2 separate regions of the Zea mays genome follow, and region 1 is linked to region 2. The links are chromatin contacts, called in public Hi-C maps. All regions are on one chromosome and are shown on one strand. Each heading gives the region's core, a stretch centred on a gene start, on an enhancer-like site or on the middle of the called end of the contact. The rest is flanking DNA. Distances are from core to core; before and after follow the strand shown. Region 1 holds the start of LOC606473 (acetylcholinesterase 1). Region 2 holds the start of LOC100284324.

Region 1 (7,266 bases), core at 2,908-5,407, 280 kb before region 2:
CCACGCCACATCAGCCTCATTCACGGAGAGGGCTTAAACGATGTTGTTATTACCGGTACGAACGAATTTCTAGCTATGTCTATTTTCATGATCGGGTATGGTAATAAATAATATATATATTTTTTTGACTCATCACGTTAACAAACATCGTCAGGTAGCAACGGGACCATAGATGGGCAAGGTCATATGTGGTGGGAGCTATGGCGGAACCGAACCTTGAACCACACGAGAGGCCATCTCATCGAGCTTGTGAACTCAAACAACGGGATTGAATGAAGTTACTGGTATGACCTTGTCGAGACTGAAGCAAGGAGGGACAGAGCTAAAAACTCTCTTGACAGTAAGTTCTAGATACCTTAGTTTTGTGCTCATGAACCTTCTCTCTTGTGCTAGTACTCTATAAGTTCTAGATACCTTAGTTTGATGTACATAGGTTTCTAGATAACTTAGTTTTGTGCTCATGAACCTTCTCTCTTGTGCTGCTACTCTATAAACCTTAGTTTTATGCTCATGAACCTTCTCTCTTATGCTGCTACTCTATAATATAAGTGCCACCTATAGTAATGTCTTAGCCAAATACGTTTATTATTTTCTTAGACAAAAAATAAAGCCACATGTTCTCTCTCCATGATCTGACCATGCGCTCAGACATAACTTGGAATTATCTGATTATTTTCTGCCTACCAATAAGGTTATAGCCTTATAGGCAGTCAACGATATATTTTTTTATTCTTGATGTTCTTGATCTACGGTGCATTTTTGCTGAATATTCAACACAAATATCAGTGCATATATCTTCATATTAACAAGAGAATGAAACAGTCGCATACAACACAACCCCCTTATCTCAGAAGAGAATAGGAAAAGGTTGCCTAAAAGACTAGGAAAGAACACCTAAAAGAAGCTAATATATTATAAAAGTTCAGATCATGTCATGTAACATGTGGTTCTTTAATTGGCTATGACAATATGGTAATCAGATGGTTATTATAGCATTACCAACAGCCCAACATGTTCTAATCAGGGTATCTTCTGTACCATGTTAATTGAAATTGTCTATTTGCCATTCATATTGTTTACTGTGCTTATGGCCATGAGCACCAAATCTGTGGAAGCAGAGCGTATTATCTGAATTAGTATTGGAATATTGTTATTGTGCCAATTTTGGTTCTACCCTTGTCTATTTTGCCCTACAGTGGATATTGTTATTGTGTCAATTCTTATAGTTTTGCATAGTTTACGGTATATGTACTTTTACTTAAGTACAATGCTCATCATGAAGAGTACTCTAGCCTGGTTTGCACTTGCAGGTTATCTTCTCAGACATCAATGCTTACGAGGTAAACTGACTGATTTCTGCTTAACTAAAAAAATTGCGGCCTTGTCATGAGCCCTACATTTTCTAGGTCAGCTTATCTGACTTAGCTCATTGTGTTGTAGGTGGACCTTGATACTGATGAGAAGCACTGTTTCTGCCGGGAGTTAGATCTGTTAGCTGTAGTCGAAGGAATTTTACCATGAAAATTACGGACTTACCTACCCATGCTCCAACTGCATGGACTTATCTTGCCCCTACATTGTTGTACTTGAACTCGGCTTCTAGATTAGTGTTAGTTACCAGTGAATTTTGGTTGCAATAAACAGGAATTGTGTTAATGCCCTATTTCTTCACAGCACACTCTCACAAAGTGCTCAGATTTGGATACGAAATCTTAAGCAAAACTTACAAGATGAAATGCTTACATTGTTCATCTGGTGTTCAAGATTCTGAACATTCTCCAAGCACTGTCGTTATTATATCAACCAGGGACTGCAGATTTTATATATTTATTGTGTTGATGCTTATCATGTGTAGCCGAATAAATCAGGCTTTATTCTTTGGGTATTGACCAGGTTATGATATAACCTTATTATATATATGTAGCCGAAAGACGTTCTGGTTGGCTTATGTTTGTATGAATAATTCTTATTCAAAATTGTATATTTTTATACAAGACTATTGTTTATAAGGTCCAGTTTAAGGGGTACTACTATGTAGATCTATCATGAAAACCTCATGAGTCACTAGGAGTATGTTTATGTATCTATCATCTTTTTGTATTAATGTTTTATGATGTTTTTAATTTCTATGTCAAAGCATAGACACATATCTATACATTTTTTATGTATGTAAACCTCCTTTATCTTTAAAAGATGCTAACAAATGCATAGAACGACAATTATTGCTTCTGCATTTCAATGTGTTTTATTATAACATGTTGATACCGTAGCAACGCACGGGTACATAACTAGTCTATAATTATGCATGCTTTCTCAGAAACCAAGATGTAAGACGCACCTGTATAGAGAACAAATCAAGTTCCTGGCCCAATCGCCGATGATCTCGTCGCTTGGCTTCCTCCTTAAAGTGGATGTAAGCCTTCAACTGATCTTCATTTTCCCAAGCAGTTCCATATATTCTTTGTAGCATTTGGTTTTTCTCATCACCTCTCCAGTAAGCACCAGCAACGGACTCAAGTTCAACAGCCTTTCTGTCTATTTTTCCAGTAGACTCCACATGAGGCCCGGCACAGAGATCCCACCACTCTTCTCCTACATGACACGCAGGATATCATCAATACACGCTAGCATAAACAAACCAATCTCTCTTGTTTTGAGATATCCAAGTCACCGATTTACAAGGCTAACCAATGTGGTATATGGTGATTGGTTCTTCCTTAATGCTCTCCAAAATCTCCAGCTTGTAAGGCTCATTGAGTGCTTCAATCCTCTTCTGAGCCTCTTCTCGGGACACCTCCTCCCTCACCAATGGGAGGTTCTGTCGGATGATCCGATCCTATCAAACAATTGAAATTACCAAATTGACAAATCAAAACCGCCACTATTTTTTTCCCTGAATATTAAAACAGCCACTTTGCAGTTCAGGTCAATTCGCACATGCTCAGTGCAGGAATGCAGACTCACCATCTCCTTCTTAATTTTCTTGAGGTCCTTATCCGTCAAGGGCTCCATGTCGAAGTCGTAGTAGAAACCATTCTCTATCCAGGGACCTATTGTCACCTTGGAGTTGGGGAAGAGCTTCTGGACAGCCATGGCCATCACATGGGCGCACTACAGCAACAATTGTGAAAGACAGTATACTAAGGTGTCTATAGTTTTGACGAGACACTAAACTGTACAGGTATTAGAGTGACGGGACTTTGGTGAGAACCGAGACCAAATTAAGCATACGATTAGGCCAGTTCAAGCACTGTAACATAGGGGGAGAAGGGGAGCGGCAGTACGGTGTGCCGGATGCGCAGAAGGCGTTCGGAGGACTCGTTGGTGGGGAGCACCACCCGCTCCTCCTCCGCGTCCCCGGTCGGAGCCGCGGCCGCGGGAGCATCTTCTACTGGTGCCGAGGGTGAGGCGGTGGAGGAGGACCGCACCGCAGTGTATGGGAGCCTGCGGGCTGAGGCGGGTCTGAGGGGCGGGAACCCAGACAGAGAAGCGGCCGCGGGACGGTGGCGCGGTGACGAGGGGAAGAGCGAGCCGTGGTGGGGGTGGGAGCGGAGCAACGGGGCGGAAGCGGATGGGGCCGCCATTGTGGCCCGGGCGACGCCGAGCTCGGGGAGCGTGTGGCGGGCGTTCCGCCGTTCCCTCGTCTTTGGCACGCCGCACGTTACCCCGTCTGGACTTCGGATATCGTTCGGCTGAACCACGGAACGGCTCGTTACTTGGCCGAAAGATGACCCGCTGCCGGAGAACGCTGAAACAAACACGGATTAACTGTTGCGTGCAAACAGAATTTAGGGGCAAACGTGTGCAAGTAAGTCTGCAGAACGTTTAGATAGATCATGGTTTAACTGTAGATGCGGAGCTCAGCAGGGCCACGCCACCGTGTGTTCTTTCTATCTGGGATTGGGATGCTCGTCCAGGTGTGTGCCGCGCGTGCTCCACAAACAGCAGGAAACGCTACAGGAATTAGCGGTGGCACACCGTTCTCCCTTCTCCGAGAAAGGCGAGCGCCGCACCGTCACGTCACCGCCGTGTCTTCCCACCAAGCTCGCGCGCGCGCGCGCCACGCCACGGACCACGGGCCACGGCACCGGAGCCGCGTGCGTGCCGGCCCATATCTGATGTCTCTATCTATCCACTGACCAGTCCCCATCCGCCTCCGAACCCACGAGGCCACGACCCACTACTACATCAGTCCACCGCCACCGCGCACCGCGAGTCCGCGACAGACATCCGCGCCCCGGCCTCACTCTCACTCCCCAGTCCCCACCGTGCCGCCACAAGCGACGCGACGCAGCCACGCAGGGAGAGGGAAATGGCCACGGCCGCGACTGCCACGGCGGGGAGTAGAGCAGCCGTGCTGCTGCTGCTCTCGCTGGCGCTGGCGCTGGCGCTGCGGCCCTCCGACGCCGGCGCGGGCGGCGACTGCCACTTCCCGGCCGTGTTCAACTTCGGCGACTCCAACTCGGACACGGGCGGCCTGTCATCGCTCTTCGGCGCCGCACCGCCGCCCAACGGCAGGACCTTCTTCGGCATGCCCGCCGGCCGCTACTGCGATGGTCGCCTCGTCATCGACTTCATCGGTACGTGCGCGCTCGTACAGTCGTACTCGTACGTCTCGCCTGCGGCCTGCCCCCGAACCACTCGGCCGCTGAACCCGCCGCCATGGACACGGTCTGCGCGGGGGTTTTCACTGTTCACCTTTTCACCTGCCCTCCCATGGCCATGGCTATGATTGCACTGCGCGTCGGGCCCATCGATTGACACACCCAAAACCGCCTTCACTTGCCGGGACCAATGAATGCACAGCGTTAACTCGTTCTGCCTTTGGTCCCGCGGCGAAGATAAGTTTGGGGCAAAAAAAAAAAAAGATAGAGCAGTAACCTGTAACAAGGACTCCAGTACGTACGGCTTTTAGAGTTTTCGTTAGTACCAATCACCATCTGTTTCTCACTTCGTCTCGGCTGGAACGCGACGAGCAGAGAGCCGAACCGAGCAAGCAGAAGCAGACGGTTGCTCAGGATCTCTGAAACGACAAAGCCAACCCCGAGTCCCTGACACGAGACCATGACCCCTGAAACACCGGCCTCAGACCATGTGCCGCGTGCCGGACGAGCATGGGCTCCGTTCGACCTCGACCGGCCCATGCGCGTGCGGGCATGTCCCCAGGGCAACCATGATGCGCGTCCCCGTCTCAATCCAGCACGTGAGCACGCGTGTCGTGTGATTATTTTGACCTGCCTTTCTGGCACGATCTTGGTTTCATTCCAAGCAATCTGACAAAAAGTTCAGTGATTCGGGCAAAGTATCTTTGCATACGATCATAGGCCACTGCCATGCTGTTGGGAGATACAGTACGAGCAATGGAGATGCCCTGTTGATCTTCCTTTAGCCCTTTTTATTTTAGACGAACTCCTCTTTAACCTTTTGGGGATGCTGATATTGGGAAGGACAGGAAGAAGCATTAGCCTATTGTGGTAGTAGGTACATGAAAATATAGTGGGGGCAAAGCGGCATGAGGAGGGAATCAGATTTGGGTGGCAGTGGAGGAATATTTTTTATCAAATACGGATGTTTCACTTTATAGATTGTCACCAGAGTTGAAGGATAAAGGGTGACACTGACATTTTTTTCTTAATCTGTCCTTTGGTAACTTTAAGGGTATATATAACACTAGAATCTGAACAGCAGACAGTGGGAAGTGCTACAAAACACATGCAGGTCCTGTTCGAAATGCATGAATTCAGTAAGAAACTGAATGCACAAGGCTTCAACTTGTATGGAACTACCTCGTTCTATATTTCTACTGAATTTTCGGAAGGCTTCACTGTGTTTGGCCAAATTCATGCACCTCGCAGTTTAGATTTCGCAATGAATGTCAACTGGTAACAGAAGCTTCTGTCCCTAGAGGCCTAGACTTCGCCAACTGGAATGTACTGATCATTAAGTGTCGAGTTGTTTTGCCATAGACTAGCGCCAAGACAGTAACTCTTCAGCGACAAATGATCAAATGGTGCTTCTTGATTTACTCTTTATCTCTTCGTTTCCCGAACTGCAGCTGAAAGCCTGGGGCTGACTCACCTCAGTGCGTACCTGAACTCGATCGGAAGCAACTTCACACAGGGAGCCAACTTTGCAACAGCTGGTTCATCGATCAGAAGACAGAATACATCGCTGTTCCTCTCTGGTTTCAGCCCCATTTCCTTGGACGTGCAGTTCTGGGAGTTTGAACAATTCATCAACAGAAGCCAACTCGTCTACAACAACAAAGGTGACAACAGAAACCCCCCAAACCATCTCCATCAGTATTTTTATGTTTTATCCCGTCAAGATTTTATTCAGTAACACTTACTCTTCTACATGTAGGCGGTATCTACAGGGAGATCCTACCAAGGGCGGAGTACTTCTCCCAGGCACTTTACACCTTCGACATCGGTCAAAACGACATCACCTCAAGCTACTTTGTTAACAATACCACCGAAGAAGTCGAAGCCATAATCCCTGATCTGATGGAGAGGCTCACATCTATAATCCAGGTGCTCTTTGGCAGAGCAAGCATCAAGTTGCTGTTGCTCTTTGGAAGATGTTACCACACACAACGTTCCATGGATGGTCTGCTCATTTAGCTGAATACATGCAAATTTGCAGAGCGTGTACTCGCGTGGAGGAAGGTACTTCTGGATACACAACACAGGGCCGCTCGGCTGCCTGCCCTACGCGCTGCTGCACCGCCCTGACCTCGCCATCCCAGCGGACGGCACCGGCTGCTCCGTCACCTACAACAAGGTCGCGCAGCTATTCAACCTCAGGCTCAAGGAGACTGTGGCGAGCCTCCGGAAGACGCACCCTGACGCCGCGTTCACCTACGTCGACGTCTACACCGCCAAGTACAAGCTCATCAGCCAGGCCAATAAGCTCGGTAAGGCGTTCATGTTGGTGTTGTTTCTAAATTCTAATGCTGGCTGGCTCTGAACGTTTCCTCGCGCGGAAGGAGCTCATGTTTGTATTGTTTGTGGTGCAGGCTTCGACGACCCTCTGCTGACATGCTGCGGGTACGGCGGCGGCCGGTACAACTTAGACCTGAGCGTCGGCTGCGGCGGGAAGAAGCAGGTGAACGGGACGTCGGTGGTGGTGGGGAAGTCGTGCGAAAACCCCTCCAAGAGGGTGAGCTGGGACGGCGTGCACTTCACCGAGGCTGCCAACAAGTTCGTGTTCGACCAGATCGTCGCCGGCGCGCTCTCGGACCCGCCCGTGGCGCTCAGGCAGGCG
Region 2 (6,605 bases), core at 1,464-3,963:
CGCAAACCATGTGCCAGGCCTGAGTAGATAAAAAGGAACAGACGAATTTGGACTCGGAACCTCAAGCAAAAAAAAAAAAAAAAATCACATGGTTGGCGATCCAACATTCCGGATAACCTGAAAAGACAAAGCAAGCATACCCTAGCACCCTGTACACAGCTACAAACCAGCATCATCTTCATTACCACCCAAATCTTCTAATAGCATAACCTGGGACCCCTGAACCCTCCTCCCTCTTAAGACTCTTAACTGACGTTACGTTAGTAACCAACCAAGCATCCTCACTCGCAAACCACATGTGTATTCACATAGACACATAGCCAAACCAACCAGAGCCAGCTGTTATTTACAGATGCGCCCCCCTGGCGTCGCTGATCTGCTCTCAACACCTCTCACAGAGAATAAATGGAGCAGATTTCGACCATAGCTCTTGCCTTTTTACCTAGCCAAGCTAGTAGCTGCCACTGCTCCAGCTCTGCAGGCAACCCCTTGTCGCTGCTCCCGCAGGTAGCCAAGCAAAGTCTCAGCCTGCAAATTATGCGACAAAAACTCAGACTCCACAACTTCTAGAATTTCAGATTCACTAAAACTGATTACCACATGCGTTGTAACCTGTAAGCCAGACTTGTTCCAAGTTATATTCATCTTCTCTCTTTAAAGAAACTAGGAGTTTTCTTAATTTAACATGGTGCGTTGTTCCCTCCAAGGACCAAAGCAAGTAGCAAAAGCACTGCAGTGTTGACTTGCATAGCAGAAGACATCAAACATATCCTCCTGTATAGTCCTTGGAAGATTTTTTTTTAAACAGATCCTCAACTGTACTTGAGTACTTGACAATGTAAAAAAACGAAGGAGCGCGTATCTCCACAATCTGAATGGAATCTTGAGGTCAACACCTGACCTGATATGCATGCTACCACCTAGCACGAAGGCCTTTTAACAAACGTGGATAACACCGAGCATTTGTTAGGAACAGGTAGAAAATCTACCTAAACCACGAGTACATGTACAGCGAGCGCTTCCCTTCGTCTAGGTTAAGTGTACTTTTCGTTTTCAGGGTACTTGGTGTCAATCAGACTTCAATCAAACTCAAACTCTGCATCCTGTTTAGGACAATCAGTTCTTAACTGACTGGCGAGGTGACTTCAGTCGTATCAGTAAACGCTCGAAACGACTTCAACATTAATCTACCAATCAACAATCGCCATATCACTCGAACGAACGAAATTTAGCAAGGCAACTCATGCCCGATTAGCCAATAGAAGAATATAGCTAGACGTGAACACCTAGTAGCACCGAAATTTGACGAAGAGAAAGGCGGGGTTTGTGCTGCGTACCTTGTGCTTGGCACGGGCAGAGCCAGACTGCGATAGCGCGACAAGCGGTGGGATGGCGCCCTCGCGTACAAGAAGCGCACGGTTATGCGGGGAATCGGAGCACATCTGCAGCAGCGCCACCACGGCGAACTCCTTCTCCTTGGCAGGGCCGTCCTCGATGGCCTCAACCAGGGCGGGGATCCCGCCAGCCTCCACCACGGCTTCACGGCCCTCGGCGATGCCCGCGAGGCTCCCCAGAACCACCATGGCCTTCTCGCACGTCCCGCTGCCGCGCTCGCCGATGAGGTGCACGAGCGGCACGATGGCGCCGGCGCTGACGGCGCGCTCCTTGTTCCTGCGCGCGGAGCAGAGGCGGTAGAGCGTGGTGAGCGCGTCCTTCTTGCCGCGCGTGGAGCCCGCGGAGAGCAGCGCGACGAGCGGCGGGATGGCGCCGCAGGCCCCGATGGTGGCGCGGTTCTCCTCGATGCCCGAGAGGCTGAGCAGCGCGCACGCGGCGTTCTGCTTGGCCGGCGCCGTGCCGGTGCGCAGCGCGTAGACGAGCGGCTTGATGGCGCCGGCGGCCGTGATGGCGGACCGGTTCCGCTCCTCGAGCGAGAGGTTGAGCAGCGCGGTGACCGCGCTCTCCTGCGCCACGGGGTCGGTGCTCCGCAGCAGCGGCACGAGCGCCGGGATGGCGCCCGACACGCCGATCAGCTCGCGGATGTCGGAGCGGTGCTTCGCAAGCAGGCGTATCCTGGCCGCGGCCGCGCGCCGCGCGTCCGGCCCGGCGTCGGGCCCCAGCGCCCGCACGCACGCCAGCACGAACGGCTCCACGCGGTCCAGCGGCGCCGCGTCCGCCGACAGATCCATGGACTCGAGGTCGTTCAGATCCACGGCGGCCGCGTCCGGCGCGTCGGATCTGGGCGCCGCCCCCGCCGCGGCAGCGAGGCGCTCGAGCTCGCCGGAGATGTCGGAGTTGAAGCTGGAGTAGTCGGAGAAGTCCCGCGACAGGTCGAGCAGCTCCGTGGCGGCGGCGTTGATGGCGGAAGAGGACTTGGCGACGGCCGCCGGGTGCGCGGGCCCCGCGGTGGCGGCGAGCTCGCGGAGGTGGAAGTCGATGACGGAGTCGGTGAGGTTCTCAATGTCCGAGTCGCCCGCGTCGGCGCCGCCATCGCGCGGGGACGGGGACCCAGGGGAGGAGTCCGGCTGCAGCAGAGCGGAGCGGATGGTGCGCATGGAGTGTCCCTGGCGGCGCTGCGGGCGCGCGGCCGCGCAGGGGCTCTGCCCCGGCGAAGGCGAGGGGATCTGGGAGCCAGCGAGCGAGACCATGGGGGCGGGCGAGGGTGGCGAGTGGTGACTGGTGAGGGTGATGATGGGTAGGGATGGGGAAGGTAGTTGGAATGGATGCTGTACTGGTGGTGGTGTATACGTATACGCTCGCCGCCGATGCTTCTGCTGTGTAGTCCAGGGCGGGCCTGGGGGGAGTGCGCTGTGGATCTTTGTAGCCGCTTTTGCTCTGTGGACTGTGGCGGACGGCCTCACAGGTGTCAGGCTGCCTGCGCTGCCATCCCGGCTGCTAGCACGCTAGCGGACCTCTAGTTCGATGAGCCTAGTCAATGGCACGTAGGGTCGGTAAAGCTGTGTGCGGAGCTGTCAGTGGGTTGGGCTGCCATTGGTGCAGTGAACGATGGCTGAGAGAGCACCACGCCACCACCACCACGGGTTGCTTTTGCTGCAGGGCTGAGTGAGGAGTGAGGACGGACGGACGGTAACGGGAGCAACGGAGGAGCAAGCAAGGAATCGCTTTCCGTTTGGTTGCTTGTTCCGTTTCTGGGCAATCCGACGATCCTGCCAGGCTGCCACAGCGTGGCTCCGGAGCCGGGACTTTGGTGGGGTCGTAGGGGGAAAGATACAACAAAACCGACGGTTGGATCGGATGGCCGTGTGCACGGCAGGGGAGATTCCGCACTCCTTTTTTTCTTGCACGAGGAAATAGAGAGAGAGCTGCGCGCCGCGGTATTTGGCAGATTTTCGCGGACACAACATGGCGTGGCGTCGCCTGACGCGAGAGATGGAGGAGCGATGGACGCTTTGCACTCCTTTTTCATGCCCACGCGTGCTCGCAAAAGGGTTTCACGTAGCGTCGGCGTTGACGTCCATCACGCGTCCAAGTAAAGTAATCAGGTGCGCCAATAAAACCCTGGGACTGGATACTGGAGAATGGAACGGAAGATGAGATTGCCATATCGTTACTCGTTAGTGGGCTTCATCTAAGTGGCTAATGTATAATCAAAGTTTTAAGCACTAATTTCTAGCCCTACATTAATATATCAATTTAAAAATGTGATTCTTAGAGTAAATTTCTCAATATTAAATACGTAAAGTAATAAAAGAGTTAGAAGGCACCTTAATGGTTTTGTGAAGTCTCGAAAAGTCAACACTCCTTCTCACTAATCCTTGTCACTCGCGTAAGGGTGTCACTTTCTCTTGGTCCGTGTAAGGACTAGAAGGTCTTTATGATGTAGTTTTTGTCAGTCCGGTATAAGTACAGTGAATCGCTCACAACCATGTATAAGTCCCAAGTTGAGCCATCCACAAACTCTTTAGGTGATCGTTGCACTTCGATCGCCACTGAACCATTTAGGTGATGGCGATCATCAATAGTAATAAGTACAAACTCTTGCTTGATCATGCCAAGACCAATAAGTTGAATGGGTGCACCATAATTACTCTCTAATGTGTTAATGAGGTTGTTAACTAAGCAAAGTTTCATTATGAAATCTCTCACTAGACAATGGCTCCTTATCACACGATATGTGGGTCGCTGGAGCTATTAAACGGGGAAAAAGCACATGTGTTGGCTGATTGGTGGGTATTTATAGCTCCAATCGACCAAATAGTCGTACCAGTGAAAGTCTACCAAAAAAAAACCATGACCATTAGATCACCCAACCCAAAATTGGATCATATCACATTAACCGACAAGACACGATGGTAACTATTGTACTACTCTGTCAAGACACGATGACCATTAGATGTGTCTCGTGTTCTCAAGGGTGCAGCGATGAGTGCGTGGTGCAAGTGTCGACGACCCCCCGAATGTGGACTGCTGTTTTTTTACGTCAGGTATACGGCGACCACAGTCACCACACACGATTGATGTTTTTACATTGCGAACATATACGAGGATGACGGTGGTGAGAGTGTGCGATTTCAAGCTACGTGATTGGCATTAATCCACTGGCTATAGTGGATTAGTCGGTCGGCGTTGATGCGTCCTCCTCCCATCTGTAACGCTTGTCAACCCACTGTTGGATCGGCGCGGCCGTCATTACGTTGTCTGCCACTGCAAATCAGCTCCCAGTACCTTACCTGCTGTATCGACATGGATGGAGCGTAGTGAGCAAAAGCGCCATCATTTGTTGCGTGAACGATCCAAAACCAGCCTTCGCTTTAAGCGAAGTATATTCTCGTATACTCGATGAAATGCTTTGCTTCTAAACAAGTTTTTATTGGTACGGTATTTTGCCAGAGAGGAGGTACTTACCGGATAATCTACCTGGCAAAAGGCTATTCAAGAAGTCTCCATTCCCGGCTTGTAAATAGCCCGGCCCGTTCGGCTAGTCGGCCCTGGAGTTAGCGCCCAGGTATTGTCTCCAGTAAACAAAATGATCCCAGCCCAACCGTCCGTTTGTTGGGTAATGAACAAGATACCCTTTGTTGTCTCAAAGACATTATCTCTCATTTGTTGAGAGAAGATATATCTTGGTTTTAGTGTTCAAAGACTAAGCATCTATTAGAAGGTGATGATAACAAAAGATATTTTCAGCTTATTGCTAATGGTAAGCACGGGGAAGCACGCATTTTCTAATTGGAAGGGAACAAATACAATTTTTTAAATATGGTGGTGAACTAAAAGAGCACATCACCTCTTATTACTAGAATTTGTTTGGACCACTAGAAGAGAATAACTTTACTGTGTTGGAGAATAGAGTTGATGACATACCACGGGTGAAGCAGAGAATATTTTTTAACAATAATGTTTACTAAAAAATAGGTTAAAGAAGTAATTTTTTAGATGGAATATAAATGTGAACACCAAAGTGGTGGACGGTCCGCGCCCACGCTATTAGATTAACTCGGACGGTTATCCTTATCTCGTGTGTGTTATCCATCTAATCACGTGAGATTTGTTCGCTGTCGTCTAGAATCGGGTCTAGAACTCCTCCTATATATAGAAGGGGTACGGTCGATTAAGAACCACCGAACACATTTCAATCAAATCAATTACTTTATTTATCATTGTTGCCCTAAGAGTAGATGTAACATAGTCTAGTTGTAGTTTTCGCCTCTACCTCTGTTCGACTCTACATCGTCTAGATCCGTCTTCGGTGGCCTGTCCACCCAAGACGACCCTAGGATCTTGCTCTGACGAGGTCCCTACCTTCCTAGTTATGTGCTAGGAGGGTGAATATATTTAGGTCTTCATCACCGACCCGAATTCTTTCTCGTCCCTAGGCGACTCTACGCCATGTTGGGATTTCGGGTGACCTGTTGATTCGGAGCGCTCTAAGGTCTCTCCCCCGAGGGACGGGATCTGGGCGCCGTGATGAGGAAGACGACCATACTCCATCGGGTGACCTAACACGTACATGGTTCGCATTCGGTTTACCTTGCAAAACCGGGTGTGACGCGCCGCCACATAGTACCGTCAAGCGGTACACCACAGTGATTGGCGTCCAGATCAGCGTCAACAATAACAAAGCACCAAGATCTATATGGTTTTCCAACTAAGTTCTATCATATGTTTCGGGAGTAATTAAATCCATTTTGTTTTGATATGTTCCATGATTTCAACGATGGAAAATCACTTATTTTTAGCCTTAACTTTGGGATTATAACTTTACTCTCCAAATGTCAAGAAGCAATCGGAATTCAACAATATAGATATAGGCCAATTTGTCTACTAAATATGAGTTTTCAATTTTTTTATAGAAATTGCAACAACTAGGATCAACAAGGTAGTTGTAGGGTTGTTGGGAGGTCTCCGGTCGACAGCCTTAGATAACAAAAACAATTTCTAGTTGTTGTTTGAGGACAAAGGGATGACATGGTTCAAAGGGAAAATGAAAAGACGATGCTTATTGTTGTTTCTTAACAACAAAGAAACTATACAACACATGTTTTTCGATTCTCATCTTGCAAAATGTTTTTAGGTTGTTCAGGTTGCATTTGCTTTACAGACTCCGAAAGATTTATTAGATTTTTAGGATCTTGGGCTCAACAAGT

What was found. Hi-C and Micro-C count contacts between places; a contact is called where the count stands out from the background.
Region 1: a contact with region 2 is called in a Hi-C map of leaf, with 5 times the contacts expected there. The contact joins the promoter of LOC606473 here to the promoter of LOC100284324 in region 2. A contact is called at or near these places in 2 of 25 Hi-C or Micro-C datasets (ear and leaf).

Annotation. Positions count from the first base shown.
Region 1 is chr7:170,789,690-170,796,955 of Zm-B73-REFERENCE-NAM-5.0, reverse strand. LOC606473 (acetylcholinesterase 1) reads left to right here and starts at 4,157. Exons shown (of 5, transcript NM_001112330.2): 1 at 4,157-4,580; 2 at 6,056-6,268; 3 at 6,364-6,533; 4 at 6,646-6,916; 5 at 7,019-7,266. The coding sequence starts at 4,313. It overlaps LOC109940924 (threonine--tRNA ligase, chloroplastic/mitochondrial 2), which reads right to left and starts at 3,743. Exons shown (of 8, transcript XM_020541306.2): 1 at 3,285-3,743; 2 at 2,965-3,111; 3 at 2,689-2,836; 4 at 2,339-2,592. The coding sequence starts at 3,584. LOC109940925 (a long non-coding RNA gene) reads left to right here. Exons shown (of 3, transcript XR_002263673.2): 1 at 1-55; 2 at 155-1,340; 3 at 1,441-2,291.
Region 2 is chr7:170,511,353-170,517,957 of Zm-B73-REFERENCE-NAM-5.0, reverse strand. It overlaps LOC100284324, which reads right to left and starts at 2,713. Exons shown (of 2, transcript NM_001370621.1): 1 at 1,338-2,713; 2 at 286-528. The coding sequence starts at 2,645. The coding sequence ends at 439.